2 separate regions of the Mus musculus genome follow, and region 1 is linked to region 2. The links are chromatin contacts, called in public HiChIP or PLAC-seq maps. All regions are on one chromosome and are shown on one strand. Each heading gives the region's core, a stretch centred on a gene start, on an enhancer-like site or on the middle of the called end of the contact. The rest is flanking DNA. Distances are from core to core; before and after follow the strand shown. Region 1 holds the start of Oxsm (3-oxoacyl-ACP synthase, mitochondrial). Region 2 has its middle 36 kb from the start of Gm31658.

Evidence for each region. HiChIP or PLAC-seq counts read pairs in DNA pulled down with a chosen protein or histone mark.
Region 1: an H3K27ac HiChIP or PLAC-seq map of thymic regulatory T cells shows a contact between it and region 2, with 5 times the contacts expected there. The contact joins the promoter of Oxsm here to the enhancer-like site in region 2. A contact is called at or near these places in 3 of 39 promoter capture datasets (cranial neural crest, hippocampal neurons and pre-B cells) and 9 of 115 datasets of contacts at active chromatin or transcription factors (acute myeloid leukemia, astrocytes, double positive thymocytes and 6 more).

Annotation. Positions count from the first base shown.
Region 1 is chr14:16,241,577-16,244,729 of GRCm38.p6, reverse strand. Oxsm (3-oxoacyl-ACP synthase, mitochondrial) reads left to right here and starts at 1,399. Exons shown (of 3, transcript NM_001359883.1): 1 at 1,399-1,440; 2 at 1,932-2,939. The coding sequence starts at 1,963.
Region 2 is chr14:15,271,234-15,274,342 of GRCm38.p6, reverse strand. No RefSeq gene overlaps it. Among named protein-coding and RNA genes, the nearest start is that of Gm31658, 36 kb to the left of the region's middle. Within about 2 kb of position 1,777, at least 12 of the 459 cell types and tissues checked have an H3K27ac peak or open chromatin away from gene starts, as enhancers often do. A contact at or near this core is called in memory CD8 T cells and thymic regulatory T cells, where this site is marked.

The DNA of each region.
Region 1 (3,153 bases), core at 150-2,649, 970 kb before region 2:
TCAAAGCAAAATCCCCAGGTCCGACTTAGGGCACTCTAAGTTTATTCAGCTTACTTCAGAGCATGGGTGAAGGGTTCCTTACAGGAGTAAGTGCCTAGGGCATCTGCACGGCCAGAAAGTTTCACTGCAGCATGGATGATGACATGACTTCTCCATGGCTGCATAGACAGAGTTCCCCTTTCAGCTAACCTTCCACAGTCCACATACCCCAATGCCTTTTGAGATCAGAAATTTGTATGTAAAACAAATTGCCAAAAGGTACTGGAGGAAACAGCACAATTTTCACTGCAGGGAGATCATACTAAGCAAATGGTGAGCTACTGGATCAGGAACAAGTTGAATTTTCTTAAACATTTTAGACAGAGTAGACAATAAATCATATCCAGGAGTAATGAGGAAATAGCTAAACTTACCTCAGATTCTTTTCTACATTTGGAAAGCAAGCATACGTGGCAACGATGGCCTGAAGAGGTTATTGCCCACAAGAAAATATATAATCATGACTACAAGATAGCATAGTCTATCCTTTATCTGAAGAAAAAGCAAAGCTCACACGTGGGACAGACTTGAACAGTTAATAGACATCCCCTGGCTGTGTTGCTACTTATCCTACTTATCCATTACAGATTTATCTCTGAGCAAGTAAAACTTTCGTAAGCTCAGGAATTTCCACTTCAGATATTGGGCAATCTTCTGGTCACTTCCTGTCATGAGTCAGCCCTTTTTATTGTTACAGAAGTAGCTGTTTACATCATTTGCTAAAGTAAATAAAGGTAAGGAAAAATGGAGGTAGAGGGGACACCATAAGCACTGCAGATCACTACAGACGTTAGGTTTTGTTATATTTTAAAGACAAAGTCTTCAGGTTGGTAGCCCAGGCTCCCTTTGCACTCTCTCCACAGCTGAGGACAGAGCTCCTGATCCTCTGCCGCCCAGGTGCTGAAATTGAGCGGTACCATTATCTGATCTCTTTGCAAACCTTTAAAAGTTTTGTAACTAACGTCTCCTAACAAATTCTCAACGTCTTTGCACATTTCTAAGTATTCAGCCATAGTATTATTTTATTGTCTACGTGGCATTTAGATGTTTCCCCAAACGACCTCGGTTTCTTGGTGACATTCTGAAGAGTTCTATGAATATTTTCTACAGAGCTACCAGGGAGGCTACAGCTATAGGTCCTCCCCGGAATGTCCTGGGGAAATGACAGCCGCCCTTCTCTGGCAGCACAGGAATATCTAGGCATTATCGCTGTTGACTAGGTGAGGTTTCCCAAGCGATCAAAACAGGCTCTGAGGCTAGAGCGGGGCACTCACAACCCGGAACCCGGAGGAAGCTCTGGCCGGAGCGTCTGACCTCTGACATCAGGCACCGGGCGGAAACGCTGCGCTGCGGATGAGTGCGCATGCGCACTCGGTGGGCGCCCGCAAAGGCTTGTTTCAGGTAGTGACTGCAGTGTGCACCCGGGTTTCAGGGTAGGGGTGGAGGGCGTCGCGTGGCTGTGAATCCCTGAGAGCTCCTAACGCTGAGCTCGGGAAGTTACACCCGGCCTTCCTAATACGGCGGTGCTGGGCTGTGGCGGGACCGCCTGAAAGGTTATCTGCCCTACACGGAAGTAGATAAAGTGCACAAGGCAGAATGGGCCTGAGGCGGCCTCCTGTGCATTAATCTTAGAAATGCCACATGGACTCAGTCCACACTGTACAGTAATCTTCGGTGAGCCTGAAGAAGGATGCCCCCTGTAGGGTGGGTTGGCGTTGTAAAACCCAGTGAGCTAGCTATCAGTTGACAGTCTGAAGGACCTCATAGATTACAAATAAAAGTTAAGTCCAAGCGAGGGTTGCATTTCTCTGTGACCACAGTCACACCTAGGGTGTGTGTAAGATTCTACTGTCGTTTAAATGATGCTTGCTGTCTCTTGTGGTCTATTCCAGGAATGTGTTTCTGATCTTCTGAATTTCAACCATGTTGTCAAAATGCTTGCAACATTTTCTAAAAGCCACAATCTCCCATCCATATCCAGCGTCATATTCTTGGTTAATAAGCAAACACAGATTTTATGGAACTGTGCCAGCAGCCATGTTGCGCAGACGAGTTGTCATCACAGGCATTGGCCTAGTGACACCACTTGGCGTTGGGACTCAACTAGTTTGGGATCGGCTTCTCCGAGGAGAAAGTGGAATTGTTTCTGTGGTTGGTGATGAGTACAAGAATATCCCTTGCAGTGTAGCTGCTTATGTACCAAGAGGTCCACATGAAGGTCAGTTTAATGAAGAAAACTTTGTGTCCAAATCAGATGCCAAGTCCATGTCTTCTTCCACCATCATGGCTGTTGGGGCAGCAGAGTTGGCCCTGAAAGACTCCGGCTGGCATCCGAAACGAGAAGCAGATCAGGTGGCTACTGGCGTTGCCATTGGCATGGGCATGGTTCCTCTTGAAGTTATTTCTGAAACTGCTTTGCTGTTTCAGACCAAAGGTTATAATAAAGTCAGCCCATTCTTTGTCCCTAAGATTCTGATCAATATGGCTGCAGGCCAGGTTAGCATTCGCTACAAACTCAAGGGCCCCAATCACTCAGTGTCCACAGCCTGCACCACAGGTGCACATGCTGTGGGAGACTCCTTTAGATTCATAGCCCATGGTGACGCAGATGTGATGGTGGCTGGGGGCACAGACTCTTGCATTAGTCCATTATCTCTCGCTGGGTTTTCCAGAGCCCGGGCTCTGAGCTCAAACCCAGATCCTAAGCTAGCCTGCCGGCCGTTTCATCCAGAGAGAGATGGTTTTGTCATGGGTGAGGGAGCTGCTGTGCTGGTGCTGGAAGAACATGAGCATGCTGTTCAGAGAGGAGCTCGGATCTACGCAGAAATTTTGGGTTATGGACTCTCGGGTGATGCCGGTCACATAACTGCCCCCGATCCCGAAGGAGAAGGTGCTTTAAGGTAAAGAACGGTTGTTCTGTTCAAAATATATTTTCCTCTTAAGATACTATATTAAGGCACTATTGGAACTTCAAATTAAAAAAACATTACCTGGTCTTGGTGTATAGTATATATTCTCTTAGATCAAAGGCTTTTTAAAAATTCTTTGCTTGAAATGATTGAAAACATTTGAAAATATTTAAACAAAAATTGAATGGACTTTAGTTAGAGCCAA
Region 2 (3,109 bases), core at 528-3,027:
CTTTTGGCCATGCTTTGGCAAGAAGTTTTCAATGTAAGATATTTAGCAAATTGTCTTCAGTAAAGAGCAAAGATGAGATTTTAAGCCAAGGTAGTATGGTATGGTCCCCAAAGTGAGATGCTCCCCTTAATGCCATAGGAATTTAAGGAATGCTGGATAGAATTCTGCCTGGCCCTTCTTTGAGCCACTTTCCTTTCTGGTTATATGCTGACCCCTGCACTGCCATAGCACACATACTGGTAACCGGAGCTGTGACTATCTAAACAGGGAGTTAGCCAGGAGCTTAGGGGAATGCAGCATTACAACAGCCTTCAGGATAACAGCTCAGAACTACCTTCTAGAGAGGCTATGCTTCCTATGTAAGGATCTTTCTTCACTCCTACTACAAGGAACAATACTAATTATTTTCTTTTTTGTGGCAGTTTAATGTTTCCCCAGGGTTGGTGCCCTTGGTTTTAGAAACTGGCTTAGAATACTCATGTCCAGGAATACAAATGCTACACAATGTGAATTTCATTTTCTGCTTGGTTTTGTAAGTGAAATCATACTCTGTTACCACTCCTGTCTGCTGCCACCAAAGGCATTAATGAAATGTGACTTCCAGAATTAGTTTTCAAGATTGTCTTCCATTACACTCAGTTGTCTGAAAATGCTTTTTAAAATCTATGTCTAGACACAATGAGGTGTGGGGAAAGTCACTCTTACTAATGCTCAGTGAGGTCTGCTAGTCACATAGATTGTTTAATCTCTGGATTTAAAGGTCAAGACCTGCACAGAGATTTTAACAGTTACAACTGAGAGCTGTTCTCAGATAAAAACTACACAGATTCATGTTTCACTGTTTGGAGCCCAAGTTTCAGGTTGTCTTCAAAATTGATGTTTCAATTCATCAAAACCTCAGAAGTTGATACAGAGCCAACCATCCTTCAGAAATACATCCTTCTCTTGATCTAAGCTCTTTGTTCTGGATGTGGTTTCTGAAGCACAAAGTTTGAGAGTGAGATGAAAGACCTTGGGGCCATTTCCCTGTGGACAAACTCTCAGCTCTCATTCTGAAGAAACCACACTTAGAAGTGGTCAGCATGGGAAAGAGGTAAGCAGCACACTGTTCACATGGCTCTAGCTGCAGCACAGTATCTTCCAGCATCTCTTTGTAAGCCGGCCAATTCATTGTGACTTAATGTTTACACAGACCTGACTAAGGTTGCACAGTTCTGTGATCAGGCTGTACCCATGGGACATGTAGAAGTATTCTTGAATCATAACTTAGTGTTTCCGGTCCACACATGAGGTGAGCAGCTCAGACTCACTCCTCTTGTGGCACTGTTAACACAGCATGATGAGAGCAGCATCCTAGCTTGAAGTGGTTGACAGATGAGAAAATGCATTAGAGTGTGGCTGTAGTCCCAGGTAACGTGTATTTCTATCTAGATAGTGATTAAGAAACACAAAACCGCTCTTTAAATAAATAAATAAGTGAGTATCTGCTTTCAAAATGATGTATACAATGTCAACCTCCCAAAGATAAGTTATGGAAGAAGCAATTGTTAATGTTCATAGTTTCTAAGAATTGTTGGCTTATATTAATTTTTAATTTTCACTGTCTTAATTTTATTATATAGGTAGGAAACATTTTTCCCACTGCTGGGGGCATTGTTTGGGAAGGTTCTGGAAATTTGTTGTCTGGCGTCTAGATAAAGGAAGTATATTTCAAATAGTATAAGCTTTTATGTTTATAGCATAAGCATGTTTCCTGTCTCATCTCTACATCCTGTTTTGTTGAGATGTGACAAGGTGAGAAAAAAATAGCCAAACACTATACCATCCCTTTCTGCTTTCATAGACTACACCCTCAAGCTATAATCAAATGCCAGCTTTTCTCCATTAAATTGCTTCTTGCCTGGCATTTGTTTGCAGAAATGTTAAAAGTAACTAACACAGAAGTTTGATAACAAGAAGTTGGGTTGTGAAAGTTGGATTGGGAATGTGAGTGTATGATTATGTAGATCATAGGACCAAAGAACATTAAGCATAGCTGCATGCATTATTCTGGTAGGAGCTCATGAGACCAGAATGAAACAGTAAAACTAGAGACACTGAAGGTTATTTTCTGCTTCTGGTTCTATAGAGATACAGGTGAGGAGACCTAGCCCTACTAGAGTGCCTTCTCACTTACAGTGGACTATATACTCATCTCTTGGTTAATTTTTGCTGTAAACTCAAACAGAATTGAAGTGTCTTTAGTCTTGTCTGTATAGCTGCTTCCAGGATGACAGAATGACACAGCCTAAGTTGCTCCTATTGAGCAAATTGTCACAACTGTAAGAAACATAACTAACCTTCCAACCATGATCCAAAGTTAATTCTTCCTCTCTGACAATGGTTTTTGTCAGGCATTTGGTTATAGAAATAAGAAAAACAACTGATACACATGTAGATTGGGAGGCGGCAACAGATTAATCAATACACAGAGAAAATACAAATTTGTTCTAGAAAGGTAAATAAGACTCATTTTTGGTTCCGTATCAAATCTCTGCTGACTTTTATCCTCAGTAAATAGGTTAATGTTAGAATCTACCTTATTGAAACTGACATTCGTGAGTTATAGGAATCATGAGATGAAACCAGGAGCCCTGAGGACTTTACCAGCTCCTTACATTCTTCTCACAGGCTTTGTTGTTGTTGTTTTAAAGATAAGAACAAGTGCCAGGTGTGGTGGTGCACGCCTTTAATCCCCGCACTTGGGAAGCAGAGGCAGGTGAATTTCTGAGTTCGAGGCCAGCCTGGTCTACAGTGAGTTTCAGGACAGCCATGGCTACACAGAGAAACCCTTTCTTGAAAAAATAAAATAAAATAAAGATCAGAACATCCTAGGTAATCAGGAGTAGAACAAGAAGAGAGTCCGGTTAAATTTTCAAATTTATCCTATTTTTCTGGGACACCTCCTGACATGGGTCTATGGTGAAAGGAGTTAGCAAGGTCTTCTCTTCTGTCCCCACTCATACCAACTCTGCACTAAACAAGAAAGACAGTGAAGTACTGGTAAATTATGGTAGGATGTCATGGGAGAAAGAAATAATCACTTTTCCTCTGCCTAGTGCCCACTCTG